2 separate regions of the Mus musculus genome follow, and region 1 is linked to region 2. The links are chromatin contacts, called in public HiChIP or PLAC-seq maps. All regions are on one chromosome and are shown on one strand. The core of a region is the stretch at or near the end of the contact, and the rest is flanking DNA. Distances in the headings are between cores, read along the strand shown. Region 1 overlaps Arntl (aryl hydrocarbon receptor nuclear translocator-like). Region 2 overlaps Tead1 (TEA domain family member 1).

Region 1 (3,783 bases), core at 1,054-3,553, 520 kb after region 2:
ATGCTGTGCCAAGAATGCAGCCCTTATCTGTGTGCTCCCAGCAAGCTAGGAAGGCTTCCCAGAAGAGCTGTTCTAGGCCCAGAGGTGTCTTGCTGACCAGGGTACCTGAACAGGCTCTCAGCTGCCTTCCTTCCTTTCAGACTTCCTCCCTGTGCAGGGACTTTCCACAGCTGCTCATTCTGCATGGAAAACATTTTACCCTGTCTTACCCATCCCATGTCTGTGAGGTCCTTGCATTTCATCAAATTCAGTGGAAAGCCTTCCTTGATAAGAAAGCTAGGTTCTTCCTTAGGGAGGAAATAGAATCTGGCTTTGGTATTGGGGATTGAGCCTAAGGCCTTCACATGCTAGACAAGCTCTCCAGCTCTGAGCCATCTCCTCAGTTCAGAAGGTTAGGTCTAACCATTGATTTTTACATATCATTGTCCACCCCTGATTGACAGCTCTGTGTGTGTCAAGCACTGCCAAAGTGCTTGGTGGGAAGCTACTGCATGTAGGGGCTCAGACCATTTAAACTGAGGTACTGTTGTGACTACCCAGAACACACCATACAGGACACCAAGGCCTGACGGACTCTGACAGTGAGGAGGCTAGTCCCAGGTTCCAGGCTGCCAATGTGTGCTTGTGCCCATTCTTCTATGTCCCAAGTCATGTGTCCCAGCAACCCATCCTTCTCCTCCTCCTGGCCATCATTCATCACAGATGTCATCTCACAGTTATTTGTGTCCTTATGGCAAATGGCTGTTTGTTCCCATGTTGGGCAACCCCTGTGAGCCCAAGGATGGCGACGGTAACTAAATTTATAAGTAGGTGTCCTGCCTATGCTGACTGACAGCCTAAGGAACCAGTCACTCATCCCTGGAGTCTCCCTTGCCCTTGTCTGGGTGCTGACTGTGAAAGAGCCTGGCAGACCCTCTGCTCTGTAGAACTTACTTTTGTTACGCCATGACATTACCCAAGCCCTACTACCTGGGATCGGCAATGGAGCCATCTGCTAAGGAAGCATGGAGGCTTGGTGGAGTCTGCCCCTTTTTGTGGTCTTGTCTACCTGGATCCCCCTTGTCCCCTTGTCTTTTTTTTTTTTTTTCCCTTTCCTGTAATGAAAGGAGTCGCTGGGCCTCCTAGGACAGAGGCTGGTATGTGGACCTGCATACACTCCCAAGAATGACTGACCACGCGGGTCATTATGACCTGTGTGCCTGCCACCCTGGTCCTTCTGGAGCTCATTGGGGCCCAGAGTAGCCCTGGAGTTAGTGTCTGCAGTCTCAGGGTTCTACAGAAAGGGCACGGGAGAAACTGAAGTTACTTCCTTAAGAACAGCTGTTTCACGGCGCAGATGCACATCCTGCTGCTGCTGCTGTGTTTCTCTTGCGTAATTTATCACTCAGCCACACCTTCACTTCTCAGGGGACTAATGTGTCACTTTGAATAATATATCATTGCTCTTGGCTAAAGAAATACTTTCTCCTTGCCCAGTCTGAAGGAACCCTCCTCCCTGCTTTGCACTCTATGACCACTGGCTTACGTGGTCATCGGGACCCTCCTCCCAGAGTCCAGTGATGTGAAAATTTGGTGTGGACTCCAAGCAGCTGGTCAGGGGCTGGGCCACAGAGGAAGCGGGTTCCCCAGGGCATCTTACCAGGCTGTTAGGGCTTTCTAAGGCCAGTATGGCTCAAGTCCAAATGACTCACACTGCTATTTAGTGAGAAAAACAAAAACAGAAATGGCTTCTGACCAGGTAGGGAAAGGGGACAGTGGGGGCAGGGAGTGGGGGTGATAGTGAGGATCGGGCACTGTTTCTGGCTGCAGACTAAGATGCCCTGAAAGTGCAGATAGTCCCCAAGCCTCCTTCAGAGGGCACTTGTCACCTGGCCGTAGGCTCTGGAGACAAGCTGCTTCAGTGCCCTGCCCTGAGGCAAACCACCAGGCTGTTCCTGTTCTGCAGGTGGCACCGTGACAAGAGAGAGATGTACCCTGTGTGAGATTCTCACGTGTAGGAAACCCCAACGATCTGCTATCATAAGCATTGTTTCCAGAAGTAGCCATGGGACACCTTAGAAGGCCTCAGAGCACAGGAAAGGCTGTGACAGATGAGTGAGGTGACACAGGAGCACACTGAGAATCCCCGGTTCCACCTCCATAGCATTGTCAGAGCAAATGTGTGTTGTTCTGGCGTTGGCAAAAATTTCTGAGCACTGTTTTACAAGGTTTGGCTCTAAGCTCTTCATTTTTCTGTCTGAGGCGGCTTTGTCAGACAGGCCCTTACTGGCCTCGTGCCCAGTTAACTGTGTGACCCACATTGGCCAGCCTGGGTGCCAACTGCCTGGACAGCACCTGGCAGGGAGAAGCATGTCCACGGCTGTCGCTAGTACTGAAGTATTTGCTTTAAATGATAAACATTTAACATCCTACAGTAAGTTCTGGGTTCACTGACAGTGACCCCTGGTGTGTGTGAGCCTGAGAAATCCTGCTCTCAGATGGCCATGCCTTTGCTCATCCTATTACTTGCTGCTAGGACAGATGTACTACTGACTTCAGTCTGGAGATTAGAAGAAAGTTAGGTACTGTGAATGGTGCCCCCCCCAAAAAAATCAAGACAGAACCCCCTAGCTGTGTGTCTAGTTTAGGTAAATAACTGTACATAGGTCAGAATCTGACATTGATAGCTACGGTCATCTTCTCATGTTAGTTAGGAATGATCTGTCTTTCTTCCTGTCAGGCATGGTGCTATAAACCAAGATTTTGGGAAGAGAGGCAGGAGGAATCACTACAAGGTTGGAGTCAGTCTGGCGTATGTAGCAAGTTCCAGGCCAGTCTGGTCTACACAACTATACCCTGCCTAGGTCAACAGGAACAAGAAAATGACTGTCTAGGTGGAGGTTGGGGTATATGGGCTTTCAAGCAAGTAGGGTATTGAAGATTGAATAAGAGTTGTAGAGAAAATGAAATCCATGAATTATTCATAGGCAGTGTTGTTCATTAAAACGGCATGGTTCTTTGGGTACACATGTTAACTTCCTTTGATCTCTGCCAATATGTTGGTATATTCAAAGTTAGTGCATCTCTTTTCTCTTCCTGTTTTCTCTCTTTATGCTTTCTTCTTTTCCATTCCATTCTAAAAAAAAAAAAAAAACCACAAACACAAACAGAGGCTTAGAACTTCTTAAGGAAATTTCTTTTCTCTCTTCTCTCCCCACTGCATGCCCCACCCCACCATTTTCAGCAAATTCTCATGTCATCTAGCTAGCCTCAGACTTGCTGTGGAGCCAAGGCTAGCCTTGGGCCCCAGGCCCCCACCCCCCATCCACACCTCTTTCCTGAGTAGTTTCTTTGTGCTGTGGTGAGCCCTCAAAGGTCCTATTTAATATCCTTGGGTTTCACCTGTGCTTTCCCATGGCTGTCTCTTTCCACCCCTTTTCTCTGCTTACTGTGCCTTAGCAAAGAAGACACTGCCACCACTCCATCCCACACTCGCCTCCCATGTTTGCTGTATGCCAGCCACATACCTGCCCTTCAGTTTCAAGAACATCAGGCAGCTTTGGGAAACAGGCTATGCCTTGTTCCCTGTGTGTAAGAAAACTGAGGCTTAGAAAGGTTAGTGTAGCAGGTATGCACTGGGGGCTGCAGTCTAGACCCAGGCCTCTTTACCCCAGTGCCACCCCTACCCCGATCCCCTAAAGCATCCATGCCTTGGGTTGGATTCGGGCTGCTGCTCCTTCAGCCTGCTTGGTGCAGGCTGCTGTTCTGCCATTTTCTTCATCATGGGCCCAGAATCATCTGAAA
Region 2 (4,090 bases), core at 1,008-3,507:
GAGTGGCCTTGGAATGAGACACTGCAGTGGTCAGTGTGGACCATCTCTGGATATTGCTGTCACCTCATAGCCTCTTGCAGACAGCCTGCCTAAAGGCAGTTCTTTTTTTTTTTTTTTTTGAGAGACAGGGTTTCTCTGTATAGCCCTGGCTGTCCTGGAACTCACTTTGTAGACCAGGTTGGCCTCGAACTCAGAAATTCGCCTGCCTCTGCCTCCCGAGCGTTGGGGTTAAAGGCGTGCGCCACCACACCCGGCCTAAAGACAGTTCTAACCCTCTTCTCAGTCACCTTTTCTTCTTCAAGCTTCTTGCTGGGAGTCACACATGTCACTGGGGGCAAAGCTAGGACACAGGCTCCAGGATTAAGTGTGGTCTGTCGACTACCCCCTTCCCGTGCGCCATTGGTGTTGATTCTCCTTTAAATGTGAGCAAAGCAGTTGTCTCTATACCCTACATTTTTTTCCTTATTTCACAAAACAAACAAACAAAAAAACCAAAATAATAACTATCATGACAACAAAAAAAATCTCTAATAACAATAAAGGAAGCAAAACAAAAGAGCAGAAAAAAAAGAGAGCTCTTTTAAAATAACCAGTAGACCCCCACACTGAAGTGCTTTGTCATGTATCTGTAGGCTTGCCACCACAGAGACCGTAAGCAAATGCTTTTCTCATGGCTGTCTTTCTCAGGATGACTTTTGATGGTCTCACCCTGCATCCTACAGACTGACTGAGTTTACTTTCCCAGTTCTTTGTTGTTGGGTATTTAGATGTCTCTCCTCCCCCTCCCCCCCCCCCCGATTTTATGATGTTAATAAATGATACTTTGAGATGCAGACTTACTGTGATTGTAGATTATTTTCTTAGGGTCAGTTTCCAGAAGCAGGATTTGATGAGTTAAAAGACAAAAGAATTTTTTTAGTTCTCAATGGCTACTGACTCCTAAGTTGTTTTCCAGAGGAGTGTCTGGAGCTCCACTGTGCTGCAACATTGTGGCCCACTGCAGATGCTGAGTGTTTTACAAAGGCTTGGGTCAGGGGTGCACGTGTTCAGTTCTTTCTTGGATCGTGGAAAGGTTGCATATGGCTTGACTTATTCTTCTTCTTAAGCTTTTATTTCCTTTGCTTTTTATGGGCAGCTCCTAGCTAGCTAGCTCAGGTCAATTTTTTTTCCCCCTATGTAGAATTTTTTAGATTCCGGGATTTTACAGATAAAATACAAACCAACTAAATTAACAACTGAGCCCAAATGTCCATCTGTATAATAAATACTTTGGACATATTTTATGGTTGGATTAGCTGTTTGTGATCTTAACTTCCTTACAGGTCACGAGTTAATAGGGTGACATTCGGAGAGTTGGGGGTCTTTTCCTCTTCTTTTTAGACTTCTCTTTGTTCTCCCCCCACCCCCCCGCCCCGCTCCCATTTCCTGTCCCCACCCCCATGCACTATGTTTGTGTCTTTGGAGATAAAAACATAAAAGGAATGGTTTTTAGTCACACGCCTTCAACTCTCTCACAACGCAGCTTTCCTAAATGATGTACTATAGACTGAGAAGAGAATCGCGGCATTGTAACAAATAGCCTGTGACTAAAGCAGGAAATCTCAGAGAGGTGTGTTTGAGGGTGTAATCCTAGCTGGTAGTATGGGGGAGTCTGACGTGTTTTTCAAGTTGGTCTTGACTCACCCTGTTCTTTCTGGAATGTTTGCTATCCTCAGTATGACAGCGTCGCCTTGATGACAGGCTCTCTCACTGGGCCATGCATACCAGGGCCCCAGAACTGGTTTGCTTATTTGCCTGGGGAGAACTGTGGAAACACCCCCTGCAAGGGGGGGGGGGCTTGCCACAGCAGCACTCAGCGTCTGACGGGCACTCGGTGACTGGGCTCCAGGCTTGCACTGGGGATGCCAAGGTTAGGTCTGGCCTCACAGTGCCGCCCTCTCCTCCAACCCTCCCTCACTCCTCCCTCACTTAATGGTGGCCGCTCTACCTGGGTGATGCTGGCCGGGTGCTTGCCTGGTGGGAGAATCTAAAGTTGGCAGTGTAGCCGGGTGTGCGGTGGCTCTGTTGCTATTTAATTTGTTAATGAAACACGGAGCCCATCCCCCCTCCTGCACACCTCTCCGCTGTTTGCGATGAGGCACAATTAATTTATTTGTGCTGTCTGTGGAGGCGGATGGCGGCTAATGCAGTGAGGGCTTTTATCTTTACGTTTGTAATGAAGAGGAGCAGGCTGCTGGCAGATTGACAAGGCTTACAGATGACTCACTAGCCGGCTGCAGATGCTTTCTTCTGAAATAATAAAATGTGCACTCGCAAGCCGGGTTCCTGCGTGAAACAGGCAGAGCTGGTTTGGGAAAGTTCATGCAGAAGAAAGAAGAAGAAAAAGGCGGGAAGCTCCCTGTGGGCTGCCTGGCCCGACTGGCTGGACTGGGGCAGGGCTCCTCTTGCCCTTTTTGGAAGGGGAACTCCTAGCCTCCCCTCCCTGCTCACTCTCCAGGTTGGCTCATTTCTGTTGCCGCAGACACCATGCTCACAACCACCTCTCTTGGGGTCCTATCGTGAATCACGTGGTGAGGCCTGCCTAGGAGGCCCCAACGTTTGCAGCCCATTTGCTCTCAGCCTGCAAGTGTATCTGGGGTTCCTCTGGCCTTTGTGTCTCTGGGTCTGGGCTTTGGTGGTGGCCTTGTTTATCATGAGTGACATTCTGTCACCTACTCTGACATAACAGTTACTATAGCAGTTTATCTAATAACTGCTACTTAATTCAGGAAAACTGCATTTTCTAAGTTGGAGGCATGTGGACTAAAATGACTATTCTCTTGACTTTCCAGTTGGGATATTCTGACATTGAAACGTTTTGTGAGTTGGATTTGTTTTATTCCTCATTCTAGAGATGAGGAAATGGAGATGGGTAGAGATTAAAATAATGTGTCTGTAATCACAAGGGAAGGTACTGACCTTGAAAGCCAAATGTCCAAAACTTGACCTTAAGATCTTTCCATGACACTGATATTCTAAGGATGAAATAAAACATTCATAAATGGCTGACCATTGCAGTTTAAGAATTAGATGAGATTATCTATATATCTATATATATTTATGGTATATTTCTATAGTTCTGTAGGCTAGCTGGAAACCACAAGATACTTAAAAGTTACCTTTTAAGCGTACCTGCAGTTCATGTGGTTTAGGCAGGTGGATTGTCCTGTGTTCGAGATCAGCCTGGGCTGGACTACAGACCGTGACCCCTTAGAACCAATGGGTATGGGGGAAAGCTGAAAGTCTGCTATGGGTCTGAGAAATGCATTGTAAAGTATACTTAAGTACTGAATCAGTTGCAGAGGGCCAAGTGTCAGCGTCCAGTTGCACCTGTCTCCTGTGCCAGCAACACAGACATGAACATGTTATCCTAACTGAGCCAGAAGGAGCTATGGGGATCTTACAGATGGAGCGACTCTGAGGATACTATTCACTTATCTAACCCATGCATGCCCACAATAATCAGCTGAGCTCCCACCGGGCTGGGAGACAGGCTTAGGCTGTGAGCAGAACATGCAGGCCTGTCTCCAAGGAACTTGCAGTCAGTGGAGGAGAACACAGTTGAGCAGGCACTGCCATGGCCAGTGACAGGAACAGTAATGAAGAAGTTGGGACATTCGAGTGCTCCTAGTAGGGTAGAGGGACATTGAGAAAGAGGCACCATAAAGGAGTGGCACTGACCAGGAGACTTGAAGGCTTTTGCAAAAAATTAAACATTAGGTTTTTAGATGTAAAAATTTTCTACCTTACAATTCTCAAATTCAGCTAATGTCAGTTGTAAGTAGGCATGGCAAGAAACTGCTGAACCAAGCCACCCTGGACGGCAAAGCAGACCTGCTGAGCTGCCTGGGATAGTGGAGGACAGCATTCCACAGCAGGGGCTCAAGCTGCCTGGTGATGGTGGGAGACCCGAGCAAACACCATCACAAGAATCTGGTTTACTGACCATCTGGTCAGCTCATTGATTTTTTTTTTTTCCTTGAAAAAAAAATCTGAGGAGATTGGGGCCGTTGTCTGAGATGAACATTGGAGGTCAGAGGGCTGAGGAAAT

Evidence for each region. HiChIP or PLAC-seq counts read pairs in DNA pulled down with a chosen protein or histone mark.
Region 1: a contact with region 2 is called in a FOXA1 HiChIP or PLAC-seq map of pancreatic cancer cells. The contact joins two enhancer-like sites. A contact is called at or near these places in 1 of 115 datasets of contacts at active chromatin or transcription factors (pancreatic cancer cells) and 1 of 9 other capture datasets (pancreatic islet).

Annotation. Positions count from the first base shown.
Region 1 is chr7:113,240,633-113,244,415 of GRCm38.p6, forward strand. The region is part of intron 2 of Arntl (aryl hydrocarbon receptor nuclear translocator-like); the gene reads left to right. Gm33721 (a long non-coding RNA gene) reads right to left here. Exons shown (of 3, transcript XR_003946863.1): 3 at 2,960-3,115. Among named protein-coding and RNA genes, the nearest start is that of Gm33721, 19 kb to the right of the region's middle. Within about 2 kb of position 2,304, at least 124 of the 459 cell types and tissues checked have an H3K27ac peak or open chromatin away from gene starts, as enhancers often do. A contact at or near this core is called in pancreatic cancer cells, where this site is marked.
Region 2 is chr7:112,718,569-112,722,658 of GRCm38.p6, forward strand. The region is part of intron 1 of Tead1 (TEA domain family member 1); the gene reads left to right. Among named protein-coding and RNA genes, the nearest start is that of Tead1, 41 kb to the left of the region's middle. Within about 2 kb of position 2,258, at least 151 of the 459 cell types and tissues checked have an H3K27ac peak or open chromatin away from gene starts, as enhancers often do. A contact at or near this core is called in pancreatic cancer cells, where this site is marked.